Linked DNA regions of Sus scrofa: regions 2, 3 and 4 are each linked to region 1. A link is a contact called in public HiChIP or PLAC-seq data. All regions are on one chromosome and are shown on one strand. The core of a region is the stretch at or near the end of the contact, and the rest is flanking DNA. Distances in the headings are between cores, read along the strand shown. Region 1 holds the start of PSMB4 (proteasome subunit beta 4). Region 2 holds the start of ZNF687 (zinc finger protein 687). Region 3 overlaps PI4KB (phosphatidylinositol 4-kinase beta). Region 4 holds the start of PI4KB (phosphatidylinositol 4-kinase beta).

The links. HiChIP or PLAC-seq counts read pairs in DNA pulled down with a chosen protein or histone mark.
Region 2: a contact with region 1 is called in an H3K27ac HiChIP or PLAC-seq map of alveolar macrophages. The contact joins the promoter of ZNF687 here to the promoter of PSMB4 in region 1. A contact is called at or near these places in 2 of 5 promoter capture datasets (fetal liver and liver), 15 of 47 Hi-C or Micro-C datasets (adipose tissue, alveolar macrophages, blood and 10 more) and 2 of 2 datasets of contacts at active chromatin or transcription factors (alveolar macrophages and skeletal muscle).
Region 3: an H3K27ac HiChIP or PLAC-seq map of alveolar macrophages shows a contact between it and region 1, with 3 times the contacts expected there. The contact joins the enhancer-like site here to the promoter of PSMB4 in region 1. A contact is called at or near these places in 2 of 5 promoter capture datasets (fetal liver and liver), 16 of 47 Hi-C or Micro-C datasets (adipose tissue, alveolar macrophages, blood and 11 more) and 2 of 2 datasets of contacts at active chromatin or transcription factors (alveolar macrophages and skeletal muscle).
Region 4: an H3K27ac HiChIP or PLAC-seq map of alveolar macrophages shows a contact between it and region 1. The contact joins the promoter of PI4KB here to the promoter of PSMB4 in region 1. A contact is called at or near these places in 2 of 5 promoter capture datasets (fetal liver and liver), 9 of 47 Hi-C or Micro-C datasets (epiblast stem cells, fetal liver, heart right ventricle and 5 more) and 2 of 2 datasets of contacts at active chromatin or transcription factors (alveolar macrophages and skeletal muscle).

The regions. Positions count from the first base shown.
Region 1 is chr4:97,836,312-97,839,273 of Sscrofa11.1, reverse strand. PSMB4 (proteasome subunit beta 4) reads left to right here and starts at 1,365. Exons shown (of 7, transcript NM_001244455.1): 1 at 1,365-1,546; 2 at 1,789-1,995; 3 at 2,260-2,406; 4 at 2,544-2,625. The coding sequence starts at 1,407.
Region 2 is chr4:97,957,541-97,960,502 of Sscrofa11.1, reverse strand. It overlaps ZNF687 (zinc finger protein 687), which reads left to right and starts at 1,445. Exons shown (of 10, transcript XM_021089866.1): 1 at 1,445-1,738.
Region 3 is chr4:97,932,914-97,935,875 of Sscrofa11.1, reverse strand. The region is part of intron 2 of PI4KB (phosphatidylinositol 4-kinase beta); the gene reads right to left. Among named protein-coding and RNA genes, the nearest start is that of PI4KB, 16 kb to the right of the region's middle. Within about 2 kb of position 1,550, at least 27 of the 83 cell types and tissues checked have an H3K27ac peak or open chromatin away from gene starts, as enhancers often do. A contact at or near this core is called in adipose tissue, alveolar macrophages, embryonic fibroblasts and 3 more, where this site is marked.
Region 4 is chr4:97,916,708-97,919,669 of Sscrofa11.1, reverse strand. PI4KB (phosphatidylinositol 4-kinase beta) reads right to left here and starts at 1,435. Exons shown (of 11, transcript XR_002343442.1): 1 at 1,029-1,435.

The DNA of each region.
Region 1 (2,962 bases), core at 116-2,615:
AAGTCTCTGAGTAAGTAAGATTCACCTGGAATATGGAGTTTGGGAGGAGGTGGCTATTAATTAGAATTGGTAGTAAATAAATAATAATAAAGAAGACGAATAAACAAATATGATTATTAATGAGCTATTAGAAGAAGAAATCAACTACCTAGTTTTCAGCCAAAAGATGATACAAAGAGCAACAGCTGGTTGTCTCTCACACAAGACCTTGACCCTTCCCTTCCAGGGTTTCATGACCTAATAAAATATTTTATTTCAATTAGGCTAAAATTTCATGCGTTGCTTTGGTTCAGATTAACTCAGGGAATTTAAAAAACAAAACTGATTTGGTTTCCCGCTGAGTCAATAATTTAAAATCTAATTGTGTAGGGAGGAGTGGCAAACTATCAGGTTTAGGTTCACCTGTTTGATTCTAGACACTGCTTCCAGCCCCTGCTACAGAACCACATTGAGAAGGGAACGCCTGGAATTTAGTTACATTCCCACAGGCAATGGAATTTTTCTGCTGTTTAAGAGGTAGGTAAGAGCATTTCACAACTAGGTAACTTTCAGAGATTTGTCGAAGGTTCTGCACAGTGAGTGACCCACCTGAGATATTATACACCGCAAGGTACGCACAACTGTAAGATTCCTAGACTCAGATCTACCATTATTTGCTGTGTGATCAGGTAAATCACTATTCAAGTCTCTGTTTCTTACCTATAAAATGGGTCGAATATGCCACATGAGGCTGCTTTGAGAAATACAGAACTTAAGAGATCCTGGGTTCACTGTTAGTTTCGTGTGAGGCTTTTCTTTTCTTTTTATTTTTTTTTGTCTTTTTAGGGCCGCAGCTGGGGCATATGGAGGTTCCTAGGCTAGGGGTCCAATCGGAGCTGTAGCAGCCGTCCTACCCCAGACCCACAGCAACGCGGGATCCAAGCCTCCTCTGCGACCCACACCGCAGCTCACGGCAAGGTCGGATCCTTAACCCACTTAGCGGGGCCAGGAATCGAACCCTCATGGATGCTAGTAGGGTTCGCTAACCACTGAGCCACGACGGAAACTCCTAAAGTGTGGGCTTTTTGATAAGGATCCAAAAAGGAAAGGAGACTTCCTGCCTCCTCGCTCAGGTCAGAGTCTTGACGAGCCCGCCCCCTCCCCATCTGCCACACCACCCTCTCCCTCCTTGAATTTGAGCATCAGAACATTGTTCTAGTCTAGACTCTACCGCTACGTATGCGACGCCTGGCAATTCCAAATCTCTGGGTTTCGGTCGCCACCCAGGATGCTCATACGGTCTGTCCCGACCCTAACAACATGGCTGCGGGAAGTGGCTTTCAGGAAGAAAGAAGGTGTGGCACTGAAGGATCACTTCCGCTTCCGTCGGCGCAAACGCTTTCATTTCTTGAGCTACGGTGACTAAGATGGAATCGATTTTGGAGTCGCGGTCGGGACACTGGGCCGGGGGTCCGGCTCCTGGACAGTTCTACCGCATTCCTCCCACTCCTGGATCCATCGTGGACCCGGCATCCGTGCTCTATGGGAGTCCGATTACGCGCACCCAGTAAGCTCTTGGCGTCTTAGCCTGGGCGGGGGAGAGACCGTGGGGCCTGGTGCGGCCGGCTGGTTCGGGGAGCCAGGGCAGGCGAGGCGGGGACCCCCGGGCGCGCTAACAGCGGGACAGCTCGAGGAGTAGGGCCTGGAGAATGAAAGGAGCCATGGAAAGTCAGAAGCGGAACCCACAGAGCGGGAAGCGGGCCTAGGCTATTCTCCTCCACCTCTCGCCAGACCCTTCTTTATCTCCAGGAACCCCATGGTGACCGGGACCTCGGTTCTGGGAGTCAAGTTTGAGGGCGGAGTGGTGATTGCAGCAGACATGCTGGGCTCCTATGGTTCCTTGGCTCGTTTCCGCAACATCTCTCGCATTATGCGAGTCAACAACAGCACCATGCTGGGTGCTTCAGGAGACTACGCTGATTTCCAATATTTGAAGCAAGTTCTCGGCCAAATGGTGTAAGTCATCTAGAGAATAGGAGTAGTTCCCAGGTGGGGAGGGGAATCCACTGTTTTTATCCCATCAAGATGTTCTAGTGTGGAGGAACTTGAAGCTGCAGTAGAGGATGGGGAGACTTGTTGGGGGGTGAAAGATTCGAGGATGTTTGCAAATAGTTTATTTTAGTGGGTTTAAGAGGGGAAGATTGTGGTCACATCTTTTGGGGGTGGATGGAAAACCCGATTTCTGTTCTCTCCCTTTTCTCACAACCAATTCTTTTTAAGGATTGATGAGGAGCTGCTGGGAGATGGACACAGCTATAGTCCTAAAGCTATCCATTCGTGGCTGACCAGGGCCATGTACAGCCGCCGCTCCAAGATGAACCCCCTGTGGAACACCATGGTCATCGGAGGCTATGCTGATGGAGAGAGGTTGATTTGAATACAAATAACTATCTCTTCTCCCTGAGTGAATCCCACTTCTGACTCAGACCCCTTGGTCCCATCCTTCAGCTAACATATAGAAACCTAAGGTGAAATGAGTTCTTTGACCTATTGTGTCCTGTTAGCTTCCTGGGTTACGTGGACATGCTTGGTGTAGCCTATGAAGCCCCTTCGCTGGCCACTGGTTATGGTGCATACCTGGCTCAGGTAAGTAGTTGGTTGAGGGATGAGGGATAGAAGAAGACAGAAGGCAATAGGGATTAGTGGTTGTCTACCCTTGCAATTCTGACATGAGGAACAGGCTAGGATCCCTACTGCTGGGCAGATGGTTTTCTTTGTGGTCCAGAGACCATGTCAAGGTGATAGGTCCAGGAGTCAATATACATGTGCAAAGAGAGGACACTCTAGAATTTCCCTTTCAAGTGGGTCTTAGCACAAACAGTTCATGCTGGTGAGGCAATAATGAATGTCACCTTTTCACTCATTTATGATTCCTTTTACATTAAGGATTTGCGTCAAATTGCCTGGCATTCAGCCCCTCATA
Region 2 (2,962 bases), core at 196-2,695, 120 kb before region 1:
GTAATTATGGTTCCATACAGGAGGATTCAGAGAGGGAGATGAGAATGGAATACCGGTTGACTACATCCAATATGCAATTTTAGTTAGTTGTTCAGAGATGAACGAGGCCCTGTGAACTTGAGCAACCACAGGCAACCTAGAGAAAGATGTGGTGAGAGGGGCACTAATCTCACTTGCCCATCACTTTACAAAGCGCTTTTACATTCTAAAGGCTTTTAATCCTTAGAAAAACACTCATGTCAGGTGGGCATTATAATCTCAGTATTACCCATGAGAAAAATGGTTCTGGGAGGTTGAGTAACTTGCCCCATGGAACCATAAGGTAAGTGGTGGCCCCAATATTCCTATCCAGAGGTTCTGATTTACACCTCAATACAGTCGCTATTGCCCATGCAAACTCTAAGGGTGCGCTGGAGAGTCCTGGGTCCAGGGGTTCAGGGACCCCTGGACAAGATAGCAGAACCACTTAAATAACTTCGTTTAGGTTCTCCGCAGCTGCAATCAAGGCAGGATGCGCAGGCTCGCCGGCATACTCGGGTGCGCGCGAGGTGGCGGCAAACTGGGTTTGCAAAAGAATTCTGCAAGGTCTTGATTAGAGAGTACGAACAGAATTCATTTTCTGAGCATCCCTCCCCTTCCCCCGCCTCCAGGGGGCGGGGCAACAAAGCGCGGGAAAACCGGCCTGGGCTCCACCCCCATCCCGTGCTGGGGGCGGGGAACAGGAGCACTCTTAAATGGGAAATGGACACGGGGCACGTTTCCCCCTCCCCTGTGCTTAGGAAGCGTACCATAATGCTGTTTTAAGATACCTTTGGAAATGGCCCAGGCCACGCCAGCAGCCTAACGTCACCTCTTCCCTACTTCCGGTCTGCAAGCCCGTCTCAGGATTCAGGTGCTGGTTCCTTCCAAACTCCAAATCCCGCCCCGGCTACAAGCCCTCCTGCAGATGGAGAGTAGTGGGTGACGCCATCGCCCAGGAACTAGCCTGTGCGAGGACCTCAACGGTACAGGTTATATGACTAGACACTGGGGAAAACCGTGAGGAAATGGTCAACTCGATGACGTAATGTTTTCGGTGACGTCTCTTCTCTGACTTCTGCATGGCATGACTGACATTGGGGTTTAGCTTGAGAAGCGAGCACAAGTGGATCTACATATCCGGGCTCCACTCAGAGCCAAAGAGGTTCTCCTCAACGTGCCCACCAAATAAAAGCAGAGTTCTTTAAATTTGCATAAGTGAATTGCAGGCTTCAAAGATCGCGGCCAATAGGGAGTAAGGGGGCGGAGACGTACCTGGGATAGTCACCTCCTCCAGTAGGAAAGGAGGGAACCAGATTGGCTTTTTTCTAAGCGACAGTATCAGAGGCCAATCATGTATGAGATGCTCAGTGCAGGTGGGTCCCTGCGCAACCAATGGGGAGAAGCATCTCCAGAAGGACTAGGCTCCTTGCCCAATGAAGCCGGGAAGGCTGTGCAGACCTGGTTCCGAGCGGCAGTACTTAAGGCCAACCCAGTGCGGAGCTGGGCGGGGCGCAGTACTGAACGACAAGGGTGTTTACCAATGGCGAGTGCGAAAGCGGGCAGCCCAGACCGGGAACGCGAAGAGAGCTGAGGGAGGGGGAGGCTGAACGGGAGAGAAGCAGGAAGTAGCGGCGGTCGCGGGGAGGGCGGCGGCGGCGGCAGTGGCCGGAGTAGGGGAGAGACCGTCGGGTCTCGGCCCGCACTGGGAGCGGAACAGGTAAGCGTGCCCGGGGTAAATACCCGCCTTTGGCCCCGCCCCTGGGGGGGCGGGTAAATACCCCCGCCCCTCCCCCCACTTGGCTAACTAACCCCCTCCCCGCGCCGCCCCCCGGGATGGCTTCTTGGAGGGCCCCGAAGCCGCCCCCATTCTTTGGGGCGGATGGGCGAAAGTCCCAGCCTGTTGAAAGCACAGTCCCTAGAAGGGTAAACGTGTTGGGAGGGTCGGGGTCCCCAACTCCTGGTGCCCCCAGCCAGAGAGGCGTCCGGAGCGCGGCCAGGGGACTGGAAGCTGCGGGATGTCGCGACCTAAAATGGTGTCCGTGTCCGGGGTGGGGGCGGGGGACCTGGGCCAGGCCGGAGCGGAGCCTGCACCCCGACTGGGCGCGGGTCAGCGTCCGGGCCCGGACGGGACTCAGGCTCGCGCTCCCGGCCTCCGTGCGCCCTCCGACCCCTCCCCAGTCTCGAGAGAGCCTCGGGAGTCCGAGGGGGAGGAGGCTGCGCTGCGCAGGGAGGGGAAGCGAGGAGGTCGGAGTTGGGACGGACCCCGGCTGGAGAGCTGCGAGTCTGGCAAAGACTGTCCCCTCCCCACTCCTCTCTTTCCACGCCCCCCCCTTACTCTCCTGTAGCCCAGGGCCGGGAGGTGCTGCGCGGCAGCTCCCCAAGGGCCTGGCCTGGCCGAGGCCCGTCCTTCCCTTGGCACGCTGGTGAGAGCTAGAGAAGCGCGGCGCTCCTCAGTTTCCCCTCTGGCTTCTCCTGTGTACACCCCGCCCCCTCCCCGCTACCCTGGACCTGCTCCCCGCGCCGGTCCTCGGCAGATGGCAGGGACTTAATTCCGCCCGCTGCCCAGCTCGGCGGCAGCCTAATCGCCCCCGGCCGCCGGCCCCTCGCCCTCCTCTGCGCAGCAGGCCCCGGGCCAGGGAAAGGGACGCAGAGCCCCCACCCAGCCCCGGTGAACCCAGGCCGGTTCACCCTCTTCCTGTTCAGCCCCTTCCTTTGGCTTTTGGGGAAGAACAGAAGGAAGGAGGGGGCTGGAGGCCAAGAGACAGGGCGGCAGCAGCCGCAGAAAGGCCTGGGCCGTGGGGCGGGGGAAGCCTCTTCGGCCTTGAGCCCTGCTGCTTGATACTGTCTGCTCCTGGCCATCCGATGACCTCTAAGTCACTTGGATGCCAAAGGGGGAGTTGCTTGGGGGAGACGAGTTGGCAGATGTTTTCTCATAGTCTCC
Region 3 (2,962 bases), core at 301-2,800, 96 kb before region 1:
AGAAGGCTAGCTCAGACCTTGAGGTCAACAACGTTCAAGAGAGGGTGGCCTCTGCTTTTCACTTTCTCCCCTTCTATTTTTGCCTGCCCAAGTCCTTCTTCTAGGACAAAATCCCAAAACTGCATCCCTTAGGGAGGTAACTCTGCGCTGCCAAGCTTCCCTTTCTTTTTACCACTCACATGCTTTCAACCAACCCCTTCTCCATGGAGGCCACCATCAAGGGATTGAATTTAGCAAGCTGCATGGCCCCCATACTGGAAACTCCATGTTCCTCCAGCTTCTTGGAAATGTCAAGGAGGAAGCAGAAGAGCTAAACTTTCAGTGCCGGGTACCTCTCCTCTCTAATCAGCCTCATCAACATTTTGGGAAACCCAATCCCAACCCTGAATCACGTGACAAGGGATGCCACAGATTCATGAGCATGAAACCTCTGGGCTAGATGCTGCTGGGAGTTAAGGATGAATAACTCTCTTACACACCAAACTTCTGTAGGCTTCTTACCAGGCTATTTCACATAACAATTTTTTTTTTTTTTTTTGCTTTTTTTAGGGCCACACCCATGGCAGCATACGGAGGTTCCCAGGCTAGGGGGTTGAATCGGAGCTACAGCTGTCAGCCACAGCCACATCAGATCCAAGCCGCGTCTGCGACCTACACCAGAGCTCATGGCAGTGCCAGATTCTTAACCCACTGAAGGAGGCCAGGGATCAAACCCGCAACCTCAAGGTTCCTATCCGATTCGTTTCTGCTGTGCCACAGTGGGAACTCCCAAAGCTCAGCTTTTTGACATAAACTGGGGAGCCAGGTCACAGCTGAATCCATCTGAGAGAGCTAAGTAGCTGAGGAGCAGCAGCTGTTCTGGTCCCAGCCCAGGGGATTTCGCTAAACCTCACCCCATTCCTATGTCTTATTAGTGCCTGAGCAAAACAGAGGAAAGGGTTGGTGGTCAAACTCATTCAGCGGCTCTGCCGCGGCTCATACACAGGCCTATCCTGGGTTCTGTCCACCAAGGTCCCCCACGACAGGGAGAAGGGGCAATACAATACGTGTGCACAAACGTGCAGGAAGGGAGGGACCTGGGCTTAAGAGACAAAGTCCTTAAGGGGGGCAGGAGGGTGGTGGTCACTGAGCTACTCTGCAATCAGCGTTTCAGGCATTTGCTTCACTTCCGTAGCCTAAGTTCTATTCTAGCTGGAGGCCCTGGTCCTACACTCAGGCCTTCCCTCGAAGAATCTGGGGAGAGGGGCGCTTAGAGAGAAAAGCCAAGCCAAACACTCTCCCAAGGCAACAACTCTACTGCTTTAGGCAGAGGTGGGAGGGAGAATCGAGGCTGTGAGGATGCCCAAGTCTATTATGACTTAATTCAATTTTTACTCATGAGCTGGTTGGAGAAGGAACAGCAGGCAGGATATTGGTTCCATGAGCCAGGCCCCAGCTGATTCTCCCACAGACAGGACAGTCCTGTCTGACTCATTAACAGCCTTGGGGGAAGGGAGGTATAGCATGATCTGCTCCTCTCTCCTACTCTGGAGGCTTGAGTCACTCAAACTGAGTCAGCTCCAAGGAGAAAAGCTTTGAGTCCAAGAAGCTGACATCACACTCTTATCAGGCTGTAAGGCTCACTGGAGCTTCCAGTGGGATACGCAGCAGATTTCTCCGTACAAAGGTTACAGTCCTGAAAAGACAAAGCTGATGTACAAGTGTCATTGTGTGGGGCAGGGTGTGGGGGGAGGATGGTACCTACACTACTCTCTGCTCCTTGAACCCCCACCCTATGCCAAAATATTTACCGTTTGGTTACAACTGGAAAGGACAACTGCCTGAGCAGAGTTCCCTGATCAGGTTGATAGAAACTGCTTTGAAGGGTGGGCTCTGAGGGGTAGGGAATGGTGGGAGATGGGAGAAAGAGGTGCTAGAGTCCTTTGATTGTAGGGGAGGGTGTCAAGGATTCCTCATGAAAAGAAAACCGACCCTCTGTGAGATCTGGGCAGAGAAGAACACTGCAGGTTGACTCCAGGCAGGAAGAGACTATCCAAGCGCCTGGGCTTCTTCTCTGAGGCCTCACTTTGCCCTCCAGAGCTTCTCTATGGGTGACAGGAGCGAAGGAATAAACTCGCACAGGGGTAATCGAGAGATGGGAAGCAGTGTGTCTCTCTGCTAACCTTACATAATTATGTGCCTTGTTTCAGTAAGTTGTATACTTCCTCCTTGTGTGCAGGAATCAACATTTCAAGAGAGACAAATTCCACCAAAAAACTGTTAGAACGAATAAATTTAGTAGAGTTTTAGGATACAAAATCAAGAGTCACAAATGAAATAGCTTCCTAGATAGCAGGAGCTCCACAGTACCTCAGAAGTCTCCGAACGGAAGGACACCATTATATCCTACATCCTTCACTGCCTTGAGCTCTGGGCTTTGCACGGCTGTACAAGTTCAGGAACTATTTGTTGAGTGAATAAATGTTGCATGACAGGGGAGAAGTAGGAGTAGAAGAAAATCAATTCCCTGGGTATTTGGGAGACAAAAGCCTTCAAAGATACATCCTCAAAATGCCAAAGGGCTTTGGTGAGACCTTTGTGCAGAAGATTCCAATGCTTAGCCCCCTGGAGCCTCTCTCACTCTCATATTTCCTGAGGAGTCGCAGTGGCTTCAGGTGTCTCATTCTGCCAGCATCAGATAACCTGGGAGTGCCTGGGGACGTGGTATCTCCTTTCCTGGATCTACTGACCCAAGATCAAGGAGCCAGGCTGGGAAGAATGGCAGCTGGAGAAGCCATCCCGAGGATTTAAGCACTCACAGAATAAGTGTGTCTCAGCGTCACCCCAAATCCCATCCTGAACAGGAGTCAGATACAAGGAAGAGGGACTGAAGACCAACAAAGAGTAAGAAAAGGCTGGGGCCTCAGCTATTCCGGTCATGAGAACTGCAAAATGCCTGCAGAGAAAAGCCAAGAGGCACCTG
Region 4 (2,962 bases), core at 186-2,685, 80 kb before region 1:
CCTCCCACAAAAATGTAATCTGATAGGAACTTCAAACTTGCTCCATCCTTCTGTCCGAGAAAAGCCTGAGACAGCTGAGGTTCTCCCTCCTCCCAACACATTTTCTTCTTAGTTCAAGGTTAAGCTGATCCTGCAATCAGTGGTATGCAAAGGTAAAGAGTATGACAGAGGACACATAAAGACCACAGGGAAAGCAGAATCAAGTGTCACAAGGATCAGCAAAACCCTTGAAACTCAAGAGAGGTGTCAAACTTATAAATCCTCAATGGGAAGGGGCACTGTCAGATCTTTCTTCTACAGGAATAAACCTCCGAGGTTGGGGTATTGAGTAAGGGGAGAGGGAAGCTAAAGAAAGTTACAGGAATCATAAAGCGCTCCAGAGAAGAGTAAGGATTAAGGTCAAAGTAGAATGTAAATGGTGCTTTGGGAATGATGATGAGCGCCTGAGATCCCTTAAGGAAAAGGGAAGAGACAAATCTTGGAAGCCAGGAACTGGGTGGGTGGGTGGCAATGAGGTAATGGAATAAGAAGTAGCAGAAGAAGAGAGGGCTACAATCTTTAGCTCAGGGAAACGGGAACCCAGCGCCTGGGTTGCAGGGACATCGGAGTAAAGGGGCAAAACGGGAAAAGGGCTAAAGGCGGAGCCCATAAGAAAGATTCGGGGCTGGAGGACAGACAACGAGGAAAGACAAGCAAGGATGGACGATATAAAAGGCATCGTGATGTGGGAAGGGCTGACGACTTAAGAGAAAATAATTCGGGACGGAGGCGACAGGGATAAGAGTGAGGGAGGGGGGAATCCCCGGGGCAGAGGGAGGAGCTAAACAGAAGAGGAAGCCAAAAAGCAGAGGAGGACCCCAGGCTTGGGAAAAAAAGGTGGAAAAGGAACCTGGGTGCAGCAGCCATCAGCAGGGCAGTTTTGTGGCCGAACCGAGGTGTGGGGGCGGGGGAGGCTGTGCGGGACAGGGTGGGAGAGAGACCCTTCCACACACAGGGCAAGGGGCACTCACGGGGTAGGAGTCGCTTACCTCCGGGGGACCCCCGCGGAGGGGGTGCGGGCGGTCGGGGTCGGACTGCCGACACCGCCGCCTCAGCAGCAGCGTCCGCTCCCGGGTTCCATTGGCCGCCTGCGCTTCCCTGACAGCGGCCGCGGCGGCTGCACCAGGCCCCGGCTGCCGGGCTGCCCTCGGCGCCGCCTGAGGGGGCCTTCGCAATGCCTTGCGTTCGACCGGGCCTCACAACCTTTTTTTCCTCCTTCGCACAACCAAGACCAAAGAAAAAAATCCCAGCAGATCTTGCTTCTTCTTCTGAGTTCAGGCCCTTCTTGGGCTATGCTTTCCTGCTTCTCTGAGGCTCAGGACCCTACCGAACCCATAGTAATCTAAGGTGTCGAGTGAGCTGTCTGGAACACGCCTGTTCAGAAATAGAGAAGGGGGCGGGGAAGAGATATTTGGAAGCTGGGGAGGGAGGAGCGGCCGTAGGGAGGAGCTTATGGGCGGGAGGAGGGGCCAGTCTTTGGGAGGCGGACCTGAGATGCAGCTTCTGCGAAGCTAAGGAAGCCGAAAGGGAAGTAAAATTTGCAGGATAAGGGGCAGAGGCTCCCGGCCTAGAGCAGGAGGAGGGTCGGCGTGCGTGGATACGGTCTTAGAGAAGTACATACTTCTGTGAGCACACTCCAGTAAGCACAGGAACATGCAAATTATATGTAAATGACCCCATTCAAGTCAGCAACCAAGTTACCGTAATTGCAATCAGTGCCTCTCTCCCCTCCACTATTTCACACAACTCCCTTAGTAAATCAGGTCGGGAGATGGACGCTTGGGGTCCAGCTGGATAGCAGAAAGAAAAAGGGCCGGCGGGGAATATAGTCACCCTCACTATCCTTTTCCTACTCATCTTAAGGACGACGTTAAGATTACGCCCCTTATTACTTGAGAAATGGCGCGGTCCAACCGCGTCAATCTTTCGCCGTTAGGGGCGCGACTCGAGGCCACGGTTCTGCCCTCGAGGTCACCACCTACCTGCCTGGGCAGCCTTTGGCCTCAGGAGGCCTCCGGCTTGCGGACCTCGATCCATCCAGGAGGGGCTGGACAAGCCCAGGTTGGGAGAGGTGAGTGAAGTGACAATAGCTTGGAGGGCATCATCACTGCTTTCAAAACCAAACCGTAGAAAACTAAACAAATAAGCAAAAATGCGCCCCGCTAATGGCCTTCTGGTGTTAATTTTGTGTGTTTGTCAGTTAGCCTATTGAGTGAGAGCCTTTACTGTCAGAATCTCTATCCCAACCCTCATTGGGCCTTATTTAATACTCTACATTAAGGCTAGTTGTTTGAGCCCAGATCCTGGATACCAGCTTCTCTGCCACTTAAGGGCTGTTTGATTAGGAATGACTTTTTTAACCTCTGTGAATTTCCGTTTCTATGTCTGCGGAGTGGACCCAGGAATATTAAGACTTTACAGGCTTTTGTGAGGATTAAAAGAAAGTACAGATTATTACTATCCATATTACTATTTTGGGGACAATAATATAGATGATAGATGATGAGAGAAAAGAGGGTCACTGCTTCAGTGTTTGGAAGGCAGAATAAAGAGTAACAGCCTGAAAATACCTATGTAAAACGTGCAGTATGTACAAAAGTAGAATAAATGGGGTAACTGATTGCTGAAAGAACATGTGGTTAATTAACATAGAAGGCCACTCAGTAGACGATGAATGAATGGAAGGCTTCTCAAAAATATCGTGAGATACTGGAAATGACCCAGCTGAGCAAAAAAGAGGAGAGAGCATTCTGAAGGGAATTTGCTTATATCATGAGAGAGCAAGCTGATAAGCTAGGTTAAAGCAGGAGTAATGAAAGATGACCAGAGAAAGAGGCCAAGAGTGCCAAAGATAGTTTAAATTTGTCACCACTGGTCCAGAGTGGGGAATCACCAGTCCATCTGTCAGCCCCAGCAGCCTTGG